Linked DNA regions of Ovis aries: region 2 is linked to region 1. A link is a contact called in public Hi-C data. All regions are on one chromosome and are shown on one strand. The core of a region is the stretch at or near the end of the contact, and the rest is flanking DNA. Distances in the headings are between cores, read along the strand shown.

What was found. Hi-C and Micro-C count contacts between places; a contact is called where the count stands out from the background.
Region 2: a contact with region 1 is called in a Hi-C map of liver, with 2.5 times the contacts expected there. The contact joins the enhancer-like site here to the promoter of TBR1 in region 1. A contact is called at or near these places in 3 of 16 Hi-C or Micro-C datasets (liver and tail adipose tissue).

What each region holds. Positions count from the first base shown.
Region 1 is chr2:148,368,186-148,374,733 of ARS-UI_Ramb_v3.0, forward strand. TBR1 (T-box brain transcription factor 1) reads right to left here and starts at 4,661. Exons shown (of 6, transcript XM_027964904.3): 1 at 3,856-4,661; 2 at 3,091-3,245; 3 at 2,612-2,733; 4 at 1,881-2,039; 5 at 889-950. The coding sequence starts at 4,547.
Region 2 is chr2:148,535,475-148,542,441 of ARS-UI_Ramb_v3.0, forward strand. It overlaps TANK (TRAF family member associated NFKB activator), which reads right to left. Exons shown (of 8, transcript XM_012135846.4): 8 at 6,676-6,967. Among named protein-coding and RNA genes, the nearest start is that of TRNAL-CAA, 38 kb to the left of the region's middle. Within about 2 kb of position 4,132, at least 21 of the 54 cell types and tissues checked have an H3K27ac peak or open chromatin away from gene starts, as enhancers often do. A contact at or near this core is called in liver, where this site is marked.

The DNA.
Region 1 (6,548 bases), core at 3,411-5,910:
AATTAATGTATCCTTTCCTTCTATGGTCAGAGAAAAGTGAAGGGATCCCCAGAGTCCAGATTTAGATCTTGCCCTATAACTCTTTGTGAACTCCTCAGCACTGTACCTGGGCTCTGAGCCTCTGATTGAGAGAACACCAGAACAAGCCCAGGAAAGGTTCAGTTTACACCTACTGTTGCCCCCAGAGGACAGCATTTTGATAGGCAAGAAATCGAGATAGATAAGGGAGGTCTGGAGAAAAGGAAACCAGCACATTTAATTAAAACACACCTAGATACAAATGATTAAAGAGGAAATATTTTTCTTTCAAAGCATAAATAATACACTGCAACAGCACCTGGGTCCTTCCCAAAGCCTGAAATGACTGCACCATCAGCTGTGCTCGTGAACTTGCCTGTGCACATTTCTATTCAGTCCATGGTAAACTTGCACAGGAAAAGCTATTACACAAAACTTGGAAATGGGTAAATAAAAGTCACATATGCCAAGGAGACTGTAACAACTGCCAGAGCCACATGCACTTTCAGCAGAATCCGGCGGTTTCAGACACAGACAATCTGAGCTGAGCATCTGCAGCACCACACACAACTCCCGAACCCGGGAACCAGGGCAGCTTCCGCAGCCAGCCAGCCAGCCCCAGGGTTCGCGCCAGCAACTTTGTAATTCATATGAAAGCTAAATATAGGTGGAGGAAACCTTTGACCCAAAACACAGAAGTACCAAGCCAGGTCGCCCTAGAGAAGAGGACCGTCAAAAAAGAAAGGGAAAACCCCGAAAACAACTTTGTCTTCACACTTTCTAGCTTCCAAAAACCTTGTACAAAACAGTCTACCTTTGACCCAAAGCCCAATTCCACAAATTTGAGAAGAAAGGTACAAAACTACTTACGTATCATAATTATCCCGAAATCCTTTAGCAAAAGGGTTGTGATCTATTTTCAGTTGTGTAATCTGGAAAAAGAGAAAAAAAGATTAATATAATTTTATTTTTTATACAAAGCAGATTGGGTGTTTAAGAATATGTCATCTGCCACTTTTGACAGGGGCTAAAGGCCTACAATTTCACTAAATAGCAAGGTTTCCCTAACTGAAATTTTTGAGGGAATGGGTGGAAAGGTGAAAAAAGTATGATGAAAGTTATGTTTAAATTAATGGTGACTAAAACTAAAGTATAGCTTTCCATTAGCTCTCCCATGTGTCCTAAACTGGTTCAAAATTCTCATTTAAAAAAATGCTTGTTATGTAAATACACTTACTCAGGCAAAAATTTTTAAGGGGCACTTGAATTCATTCCTAAAAAATGTTGCCTATCTTAAATGCTTTATCATATTTGTTAGTTGCTTCTAATACACAACTTGAAGAACCCACAAGTTGCATCTTGAAATCAGTTTTGACTGAAAAATGCATATCTTTCATTTATTATATTTTCCTGTTTTAAAAGAAACACTCTCACTTCTAGTAGTCAAATCAACAGTAGTAAAAAAAAGTTTTTGCAAACTTGCAAATGAGTGCTAGGAAGCTCACTCCATAGTCCCCAGTAATTTGATTTATTTTAGTTTTAAAATCATGAATGTGCATTTCTTTCGATCACCCAGAAACTGATGTTTGAAAATTAAATCAAAATTCCCAAGAGGCTCTAGAAATCCTGGTCACCTTGAAGGTGGCCCGGTGACCCGCGTCGGAGACGAATAAGCAGAGTTTTCCGACCGGTTAGGTATACAGGGAAGGTGCCCAGCAGGCCCCTAGCCCTACTCTTAAAAGGTACAGCAGAGCCAGCTGTGGCGGCTGTTGGTGCCCGAGCCGGGGATGGCCCCCGGTACCGCCGCGGGCCGCGGGAAGCCTGCGCCGCCCGCCGCGCGCCCAGCCCCCAGGCCTCCTTACATCGGTGTTCTGGTAGGCAGTGACGGCGATGAACTGAGTCTCGGGAAAAGTGAACGTCTGCACGCGCCCGGGCTGGCTGGTGTCCTCTGTGCCGTCCTCGTTCACTTCCACTACATGCAGGCGGGGCTGGTACTTGTGCAAGGACTGCAAAACCACCATCTGTCCGGCGGGAAGAAAGGGAAGCGCCCGGCGGCACGTTAGTGCGGTCTGCCCGCACGGGGCTGTGAGCCGCGGGCCGTGTGGAGTCTGCCAGGAGCCCGCCGCCCCGGGAAACTGACCGCGGGCCTCGCCCAGCTGGTGACTGGCTGGCGGAAGCAGACCTGCCCCCGTTTCGCCGGAGCACGCAACGCCCGAGCACCAGAGGAAAACCGAACCCGACCGCCCAATTCTCAGGGCCCTTCTCCCAGATCTCCTTTAAGGAGCAACAAAGATTTTCACAACCTGCAGATTCTGCGCGTTTCCTTCTCAAAATCAACCAAATATTTGTACTTGTGAAGGTTGGGAACTCGATAATTGGGCGAGGGAGGGGGGCAGGGGGGACAAGAACAACTTTGTAGCTTAATATAATTTGGGAGGACGGAAATAGAATTTTTAAAAAGTCTTTTTAATGAAGCAAAGACACATGTGTCGTTCCTCATGTTAAAGTGATGAACTGGATCTTAGGCAGGAACGAGTGTGTATAAGTGAGTGTGTGTGTGTGAGAGAGAGAAATGAGCGCTTGAGCCACTGACCTGCCCATTGTTGTTTGACGCTCCTTTGTTGTTTGTAAGTTTTAATTTTCCAAAAGAGATTTCTTGACGCATCCAGTGAGCCCCCGTGTTGGGGGAATCCGGGTGCATATAGACCCGATTTCCTAGAGAAAGAGACAAGTTGTTTACATGTGCCCGCGGCACTGCCCAGTCCCAACTCCTCACCACGTAGGACAGACACACACACACACAGACACACACCCCTTATTCCACTGTAAGGCCCGTTAGCTGGGGCTTTTTTAAGGCCGCGCTTTCTTCCTATTAACTGGGAATGATTAAAATAGCTTTTGCATAATCCTCCCCCTTCTCGTCGCTGAGTCTCTCCCCCTATCCTCCTAGTTTCCTTTTAGAAGTCATTGGCCGATCGTTTTAAAAGTCGCTCGAGCCAGTCCACAAAGGCTTTAATTAATCATTCTCACCTAAATAAGTGTCAGGAAGACGTGTTAATTGGAAGGACTTGCCTTGCACATTGGTGTCCGCTTTGCCGCAAGGAACCCATTTGCCTCCTTGAAACCTCCAGTGATTGGGATCCGCCAAAATCACATCCACAAAAATATTGTAATGAGCCGTGGGATCGAGACCAGAAATGTTAAAACTTAAAAAAGGAAACATGCGCCTATTTAAATTAGGGAGGGGGGAGACAACAAGGGGAAAAAAAAAAAAAAACATAAATGTTAAAGATTAAATGCAAGAAGCGCGGCGCCAGATAGCAAAGCAAAACTTATTTTCTCAGCATCGATGAGCGAACGTTTGCTGGATTGGAAATAGGGTGGTGGGGGAGAAAAAGAAGAGGGACTGAAGTCTGGGAGATCGGCGGATGAACTGGAATGGGAAGTCGGCAGGTATCACTGCCCAGGTAGAAAGCGAGGTTGGCGACCCGAATCTCCACCTGTCGGTGTATCGGGCATTGATGCCTCCCTCCCATCTTCCGGCCACAGGCCAGGACTCTCCCCCTCTCTCTCTCTCCTTTCTCCGGCCACTGACTGGCTCTCCGACCACCTTTCTAGAGCGGGAACCCCCACCCCCCCCGCCCCGCTCCCCGACATCACCGCAGTGGTTATACCTTCCACTTTCCGTTTTTCCAACACCAGCCAACTCTAGGACGCGCCGGAGCGCCTTCCACTCCGCTCCCGACCCCAAATCCTCGCTGCCGCGGCGGTCACAGCCCGGGTACACATGCCCCCCGGCCGCGCCTGGAGCAGCGGCAGCCAAGAATGTAGCATTACCTTCCCTGTTTGGTGATGATCATCTCCGTTTGGTGCCGGTGAAATTTCAGCCAAAGGGGCCTGTTGCACAGGTACACCTGCGCTTTGCCAGGCACCAGCCCGGGCTGTGTGGAGGAGAACTGGTAGAACGGGGCTCCTTGGTAGGAGTGGCCGTACTGCTGCGGGTAGGGGTAGCCGGCGGTGGGGTAGCCCTGCGGTGAGGAGTTGGACAGGAGGCTGTTGTAGGCTCCGTTGGTGATGACCGGGTGGTGGGCCATGTAGCGGCTGGGGCTGCCGATGGAGAAGGCGGGGTGAGCCGGTCCGTGCTGGCCGGGGTACGGGAACATGGCACTGGGAGCAGTGGCCGCAGACTGTGGCTGGCTGGACTGAGAGAGGAGGTAGCGATCTGCAGCAGAGCCATCGAAACTGTGACGAAGCTCAGAGACCCCGTCCAAGACAGGAGAGAGTTTACTTCTCTGGACGTCCCCTGGTGAGTCCTTGGAGTCAGGAAAATTGTCTGTATCTGACTGATTCGTCATCCCCCTGGTAATTTTTTTCAAAGGTGAACTTCTCTCCAGGTTGTCAGTGGTCGAGATAATGGGATGATCGTGCAAGACAAGCTCAGATCCGCCTGAATGTGGGTAGCTGCTGCTCACATTGAGAAATTTCTTGGAGAGCATGATAGAAGGAGAAAGGCAGTGCTCCAGCTGCATAGCTCTAGAACCTGAACACTCGCCCTCCTGTCCCTGGTTTTTAAAGTCCTATTTATCATAAACTAGAAATCCACAGACCCCCTCACTAGACAGAAAGCACTTCAACCAGCAAATGCTTCTCAAAGGTTTGATTTACTTTTTTTTTTCCCCTGGGAGAAGAGATTGGCCAATTGACACTATGCAGCAATCAGAAAAGGCTCACTTTTGATCTTGCTGCTTGTGCAGCCGATGAAACGGCTCCTGCCATTGGTTAACTGCTGACAGTAATTTAATTAGATAGACATTAATTAGGATAATCACCTGGCTCCTGGTCGCAGCGATCATGGCAAATTGAAGGGGATGATTTTATTGTTGGTTTAGGGGGGTGGGGAATGTGTGTTGGTTTTACGTGAGCGCTGTTGTGTCACCTTTAAGCTTTGTGACCACTGCTTTAGGAAGATTCAAAGATGTGCAATTTACTAAACATTTCCTACCTTCCCCCTCCCCCTCCTTTGGAGCTGAGGGGCGGAGGAGGGAATTCGACGATGCTAGGAGACTTTTCGGATCTGAATGAGCCAAATATTCAGTTGAATGTAACGATTTCAAGTGCAAAGTATACAAAGCGCGAGCCGGTGGCCTCTTCTCGCCCTGTAAAAGTTCCAGAGTCTGTCTTTTCCAGTTAATACAGAAGCACAAGACACCTGAGCCAGTCCTTTGTGATCAGGTCCTGCGTGTCCTCAACGAACACCCCCACCAACGCACACCCTTTTAACTCCATACAGAAATAAATAAATCACTGCTACTGAGCGCCACAGCCATGAAAGTGAGCGGGAAGGGGGAGTCGTGGGGGAGAAAAGCAATTCAGCCACCCCATCCACCCACCTCGGGAAGATTCGGTTTCTTGGTTGAGCACAGAAACAGTGACAATCAATGATCTCCTTTTTAAGTTTTGAAATAATCATAAGCTGTCGGGTTGAAGTGCCTTAATGTATTTGCAGTGATGTTTACGAGGTCTTTCCTAAATATTTAATCAGCGAGCTTGGTCGCAGATTATCTGAAGAGCATCTAACTGGGGGCAGGCGCCATGCATCCCTCACGTCCCACTGCACTTCCTTCTCTCCGAGGTACGGCCTTGGCGACAGGTTCAAAAGCCTCGCCAGGAAAAGAAAGAGCCGAGTCCTCGCGCAAATGGGTTCGCTAGAAGCGCTGATCTGGGGAGACAGAGTGGAAGTGGTGTCAACGCAGTGATCTTTATGGAAGACTCGTGTGTGTGTGTGTGTGTGTGTGTGTGTGTGTGTGTGTGTAATGTTTATATAATCTGGAGGGGAGAAAAAGAATCCATGCCAATAATTTTAAAATGAGAAAGAATTTAAAGAGGGATAGAGAAAAGAACCAGTTTAAAAGGATGTTGGCACAAATAGATAGCACGAGGCCCAAAGCAACCCCGAGGTGTAAGAAGAGATCTCATGGTACTGGTTCCACGGAGCAACTCAGTCTCCGCCCGAACCAGAGAGCCAAGAGCAGCAGAGGGTTCACCGCCCAAAACTGCTTCGCGTGGCGGGCACCAGCCAGCCCGCCCTCCTGTGGCTTTCCTGGGACGGCCGAGCCGCGCGGAAACCAGGAGGAGCGCAGCGCCGGAGCTCGGCTCGGTCCCGCGAGCTGGCTGGCGGGCCGGCTCCAGGCGGGGCACCGCGGGAGCCGGCGGCGGGAGAAGCCACCCCCGCGCTCGGTGCTCGGCCCTAGGCCAGCCGCCTTGCTCGGCTCCATTGTCTAAGGTCTCTAAGCGGCCCGAGAGTAGGCTCCCCAGCACCCGGGCGATCACGAGGGGGAGCCGCCCGGATACCCAGGGAGCGCGGAGGCTGGCGCGTAACCCAGGGGGACACACTCTTTCCGTGCCGGAGGCTTGGCCTGGGCGCCTCCGCCCGGCGGAGCTCGTGCCTTCCTCCGAGAGTGTAACTGCCTTCCCCTCGCCCCCGCCGCTCCCAGAGGGAAAGGACGCCCGGGACACTGGGTGGGTCCTGC
Region 2 (6,967 bases), core at 2,882-5,381, 170 kb after region 1:
TACTGGTTGACTTTTTTCTTTTAATTTCCTATACAAACTATAACCTTTGATTTAGAATTTGGACTATTAAACAATTAGCATTGTGGTTTGGGTGTCATGGTGAGGTTTAACTCCATGCTTTAGAGGTACAAATCCTTTTTACCTTTTCTCCTACTTCGCGTTGTGTCTCACGCTACAAAATACATTCCAACACTTGTTGTTTGCTCATCGGAGGAGGTATGGGGAATCTCACACTCAGTATACTATGAGATGCTTCTCCCAGCAGACAAGTTCTGGGACCCTGTGTTAGGGTGGTGATAAATCGATAATCACCCCAATAGCCACCCTGTCTCATGGTCAGGGAATGCCAGGCTCTCTAATGTCTCTGTGGTTTAGCATATTAGTTAGTTTCTTTGGGTACAAAAGATTCCAGATATAAAGTGATTTAAGCTTCCTGTGAAGGCAAGTACAAAGACAGCGAAAAAGTTATTTCTATCTTGAGGTGAAGGATTATTATAGAAAAAATAGTGGATTGAAAGGCAGGAGAGCTTGAGATGGGTTCTTGAGTAGGTTTGAAGGACTCATTCATTCTCTTTAGACACAGTCTTTTTGTGTTTTTTTTTTTGAGTTTTTTAATGTTTTTTGTCCACACAAAAAGAAGGCAATCTTTAAGATTTGGTTATTTCTAAAACAATCATTCCTTGAATTAATAAGTGATAACTCCTCTTTTGTACAGTGCTTCCAAAGGGTACAAGCAGGATATTTTGTAAATGTGTTCATGATATAGACCTAAACAGCAAAGGAAGCATGGGCATACTCCAGGTTATCAGGCATTTCAGATCCCGAGGAGATGTTCAAATGAGAGAGAACAGTTAGGCAGCAAGGGCTCCCATAATCAGGTGCAAAGACTCCGGAAAAGTGAGACTGACTTAAAGACAAATGACCCTATACAGATAAGACAAGGGGATAACATGTTTGAGAACTTATATTTCAGTCCTGTTTGGGAATCTCGATCTCAGAAAGAAGAGAACTGCAATAAAGCAGAAATTAAAGTTACTTGGTAAATATTTGCAGCACTACCATTGCGAATATTCTGCTGTTTGCTGCACTTGAATTCACTCGGAGGCTGGAGGAATTTAGCAGTCTTACTGTAACTGGTTCTGGAAACAACCTGAGACACTTTTCTCCCTTATATATTATCAGTGTCATAATGTGATATGTCTTTTAATCTGAGGCCCTCCTTGAACTGAAAGCTCCAACAAGCTTTCGCTAACCAGACTTCATTCACATTCTGAATCTGGTTTTTGTCTCACACATATTAAATTTTACAAAACAGAAAGAAACAATAGAGCTTATTAGGAAAAACTTGTTTTGAATAGTAAATTAAGCATAATGGAAATAGGCACATGTTTTAGCACGGTTTTCCCCCCTTTTTTACCAGTTGAACATTTACATCTTTTTCAAAGTGCTGTGATTTTCCCCTTAAGCTGGCACCACACACTTTCAATAAATGAGACTTGCATCACTTGTATTTACTGAGAGAAATCATTGTAATACTGTAGATTCCAAATGCACAGCTTTCTGTAAAAAAGTAGTTTTAAGTAGTCACCCCTAATTGTATTAATCAAGTCATGTGGCATTCTAAGAATCCAAAGAACTACCTAATTTCAAAGACAGTGTAAAATCAACTGTCGGTTCTGACTAATTTCAAATGATGCCCTGTTCTTGAGACTGGACACCTGTACATTTAAAGGTGCACCTGACTGCATGGTTTGTTTTTGAGAGATGTTCCCCAGGTGGAGGCATCTACAAAGTCAATATATTTTCTTTATAACTGGTGTCAAGTTGATGTATATATTAAAAAATCTTGGAAAATGATCTCAAAAAGGAAGTAACAGCCCAATGAGCCATATGTTCAGGGAACCTAACAGGTTTCCATTGGGACCAAATTTCACTTCACCTTTTTGTCCTTATGTGCAAATAAAAACTTATCTGCAAATACACCATTAAAACAATCATGCAAACTTGCAAAGTATATAGACTGAGAAGAAATTACAGTAAATCCACAATAACCAAGTTGTTAGTAAAGAATTTGATTATGTATTAGAAATACATAACACAACATAGAATTGAACTAAATATTTTAACTCTAAAGGTTTACTGCATCAGAGAGAGACTCTTGGCTTACACAGAGCTAGTTAATGAAGAAAAGGCTGATGAATAGTTAATAAACTGCTTAATTTTGATACTGATGGAGCATCTGAATTTCCAAGTTTACATTAAGAAATGTAAGGTTATTATTTTTTTTCTCTGTTAGATAGGTTGCTATTTTAACAGATTCAGATGCCAGGGAATTTTCTAAATGCCAGATAATACTGTAGGACTAAAAAGTCCGTGATGTACTAAGGGCAGAGAGGCCTGCTTAGTGGTTTTCAGAGTGGAAACAAAAAAGCATTAACATTTATCTACACACAATTCTTTATATGAGTCTTTTAAGAAATCTCAATTTTAAAACTTTTAAACATTCTGTATAATTTGGATAGATTCTAACAATTCTGCTTTCAGCTATTGTATTGGTATGCCTGGGCACATTCTAAAAGGAAAAATTATTCATTCTGTGTGTTCGTGTAGTTTTTCATAGGACTAGATCAGGGATGAAGATCAATAATATCAAAATTTACTCAGGTCATTTTATTTTTTGTGTTGTACTTTTTAAATGAAACATTACAAATAGAGAAGGGTAGAGAGAATACTATAAACGCTCATGTATATATATATATGACAATTTTTTCAAACTTTCACATTTTATGTTGATTTTTTAAACAAACAATTGTGTGTGTAAAGTTATGCAGTGGTAAAGTTCAGCAGAACAAAAATTATACTGTATGGATTATCTTTCAACTGTTTTCCTTTTCCATTTATGACTGGGGGAAGAAAGTATTTTATGTTAATTTAGACACCTGGTTAGCTAAGTAGTTACAGAACTCGTTAGAAAGGAATTGCATTCTCCTTCAAATCTAAATACCTGTCAGTTCTCCGTAGCTGCGTTTCGCTTAACCTACTTAAGAACGTCAGTGTTTCAATGTGTTTCAATCTCTAAGGGTAGTTTATGTAAATCTGTAATAGCAAAAACGTACGAATAAAAGTGTATTTTGGGCAAAAGCTTAAAGCTCAACAATGGGCTTTTAAATTTAAAAAGTAGGAAGAAACTCAGGTCCCAGGCCAGCCTCAACAGGTCTAAGGCGACCTTTTCCATCAGAAAGGTTCCGGTGGTCTCCGTCCAGGGGCAGGCACGGCCCTGCGGTTTCGACCAGCTTCCCCGAGGCCAGAGCGCCGGCGGGGAGCTGTGCTGAGAGATGGCCCGGACCCCTCCGGCCTCTGGTCACTGCGGCGGAGGGCGGGGGACGGTTTCTTAAAGGCGTTCTTTCCCCGGCAACAATGGAATAGTGTATCTCTAGGGGTCCGGAGGCCCCTAAGCCGGGCCTTGGGGTCAGGAGGTCAAGCCTTAGGCAGCACAACTAACGCTCAGGCCCTTTATTTGCTTTCCTCGCAGAGGTGCATATTCAACCATGTCCGTTTAGTTCTGGCCGGGCTGGCGAGGGGAGGTCGACCGCGGGGGAGACTCTACCCGGGGGAGACTCTGCTCAGGGGTTGGGGGCGGCTCCAGGGCCGCGTCGAGGGGCCTGCCGTCGGTCCGGGGAAACTTTTCCGCCTTCCTGGCCCCGACTGTTTTCCCAGCCCAGGCTGCCCCTCGCCCTACTTGACTTCGCTTGTCTTTCCCACTCGCTGTCCACCGCAGAAGGCAGGTTCCCCGGCCTCTCCTCCGAGACCCACTCTCCCGAAGTGGCGCGCGGGGAGCGGGCCGGCCCTCGGAGCCCCGCGCAGGGCAGCGCTCGCGTGCGGCCCGGGCCCGGGAGGGCGCCCGCGGGGAACAGCGTGGAGGCTCCTGGGCCGCGTAGGGGCACGGCGGCCCGGCCCGGGCTCCACTCGCCAGCGGCGGGAAGGACGCGCGGGAAAGCGAGGGAGCAGGAAGCGGGTGGCGGCGGCGGCGGGCCCGCTGGAAAGGAGGGAGCGCCGCAGGCGGGAGGGGGAGCGCGGAGGAGGGAGGCTGGGAGGAAGGAGGGAGCGCGGCAGGCAGGCGGAGGGAGGGCTGATTAGCATGCAGCAGCGCTCGCGCGCCCGGCTCCATTGTTTTAACACCTCCCCTCTCCTCCGCGCCAATCTGTCACCGTTCAGCAGGCGAACGCTGCTGCCTCAAATGCTGCTCTTCTCAAATGAGACGGATAATTAGTTGCCCCGCACGAATGCCGCACTCTTCTCACCCCTGATTGCTATCACCTTCTTGCTCCTGGCAGTTTTGACACCTCGTAATCAGCCTGCTGCTTTTCTCTTTTCTTCCCGACTTCTGCTTCCCTTCCCCCCTTTCCTTCCTAGTTTATTTATTTACTTATTTATTATTATTATTTTAAATGCAATCCTGGTTCCTATTTGGACGAGGCCTGTGCCGAGTTAACCTTCTGCGTATACATGTGTGCATATAGATGTATATGTAAAATAGTGTGCGTGTGCGTGAGTCGGGGGCGGGCTGGCAGTTTTGCGGAAAACACTGCTTCCACGCGGAGAGAATTCTCTTTCCCTAAAGATATTTTTGGGAAGGGAGGAGTTGGGGAGAGGGACGGGAGGGGAGAGTTGGGGAGACCTCAATTAATGCTTTAAAGATCTCTTAGAAATTAACAAACTGGGGAGTCTCGGAATCTGCTGTCAGAAGCGTGTTTCCCCCTCTCTCCTCTTAACAAGCACTGACAGTCTAATTACTGTAGCTACAAGCAGCTGTCGAGGCAGCAGCCCGGGAGAAAAGTCGCCACAGGCTGAGCGCACCCGGCCGGCCCCTGCGCGCGGCAAGGCCGCCGAAACCCGGGCCACCTCCGGGGAGGCTGGAGAGGAGGGCAAGGCCCCGCACCCGAGAGCCCCGCGAGCAGAAGGCGGGCCTGGGAGCCAGGACACGCTGATCGTTTCATATTTATAAAGTCTTTACCTTGAAGGTTAAAAGATGTGAAGAAAAAAGGAGGGGGCGTGGGGAGGGGGAAGAACATCTCCCGAGCTTCGATCCACCCTTTTTCTACCTCCTCGAACTCTCCCTCCCCCGGTGTTGGTAAAATAACCACGCAACCCGGGGCTGAGGGGGCGGGGTGAGCCAGGCTGGAGTGTAAGAAAGCAGATGTCCCCGCTGGCAGCAGCCTCAGCCTCCAGGGAAAGCTGCACGGGTTGGGGGGGGGGGGGGGCTGGTGAGGTGGGGGACGGGGGCCCTCCCGAGGACATTCACCTCCCACTTCTCAGGCATCCCGCTCACAACTGCCTCGCCTCGGCGGGGGTGGTTTTTTCAGACTCAGCGTTTCGCGTGTGAAGCTTTTTTACCTGGGAGCTGTTCTTACCCGGCCACGCGTAGCAGATGCCAAGAGGCAGCCCCTACACGACTCAGGATTAAGAGAGGAAACCCGGTGGGTGCCCGCTCCACTTATCAGGCTGCAGACAGCGCCACCTCTGCAGTGCGGGCTTGGAGCCTGGGTTTCCAGGCGGCCTGTCCCTTGGCCCGGGAGGGCCTCTGGCCCTTACAAGTTGGAGCTTGGGGTAGCACTGGAACCTAGCAGAAAACAAGAGCTCCCCGCTTTCTAGCAGTGATGAAGGTGGGAAAAGGGTGGACCGGAGGAGTCAGTGATACACTGAGTCCCTTTCTGGGCCATAATCTCCTTCCATTGTCAATAGGCTAGTAGATGTCAACTGTGAGAGAGGAACACTTGCTCACCTAGGAAAAGAGAAGGAAAAAGAATCCCCTTTCACTAGATAGATGCAGTAGTATATTCTGGCTGGAATACGTTGGGAAGTTTTTTTTTTTAATTTTGCGTGTGTGTGGGAGGAGTGAGAGGGGAGGTTGGGTGGGCGGGAGGTAGGGGGGAAGGGAAGAGACTTGGATAATTGTCTAGGCATTTCCATTCAGCTCCAGTGGCAATGAAAGAAAGATGTACATGCCTCAGAACCCTTCACAGTGAATGCCTAATAATCACTGTCACCTTGGTGAGGAAGATGTCAATGTGATGTGCTTGGCACCCTAAGAAGTCGAGGCACCACTCTCATTCTTCCACAAGCTAAGGCCCTTCACCGTGGCACAGGTGAAATATGAACAAACTGCCCCAACCCCTTATCAGAAACCCTCTCTCCAGCTTTCTAAAACACTTGCTCCCAAGAAGGCCTAAATTTCTGTTTTGAGAGTTGCAAATCAGTGTTTACTTCATAAAAGAGAAGCCATGCCTCAAACATTAAAAAAAATTGAGAGTGGGGTGGGGGAGGGAAGAGAAACCTAAATGACAAGAATCATAGGGAAGTCTCATTTTAAACAGAATTCTGCAGTCTTCTGAATTTGGTATCCCCTCTCTTTAATATCCTTCACTGGCCATCAATCAGGCTGCTAACAATGAATTAACAATTTCTCAACAAGAATGTGGATATTTCTAATGTAAATTAGTAAATATGAATAATCCTTACAAGGTTTTAGATTTGCTCCCATTAAAGACAAATGTGTTCCTTTAGAAAGTTTACCCTGAAAAATAATTTTAAATTTCAAAGTGATCTATTAGTTGTAATAAAATGTCACCAGATCTGGTATTACCCTTCTTTCAGATTACTGGAAAGAAACATGAATTTTATGAATTTCCCCCAAATGTGATTTATTTTTTTATTCAGGAACAAAGAACACATTAACTATCACAACATAAGTAACTCTTAATATTTAACTAACTTCATCATGTAGCTATACATACAGAAAAAATTAAACCTATGTCTTTTATTAAAGAAAAAAAAAAAACACTAAAGGTTTTAAATAATCCCAACAGTGATTTTTATCACTGAGCAACAAATGTCTTAAGTTTGGTATTTACTCAGATATTTATCTTGTCTGCTATTCTCTATTATAGGTTTATTCAAAAAGAACACC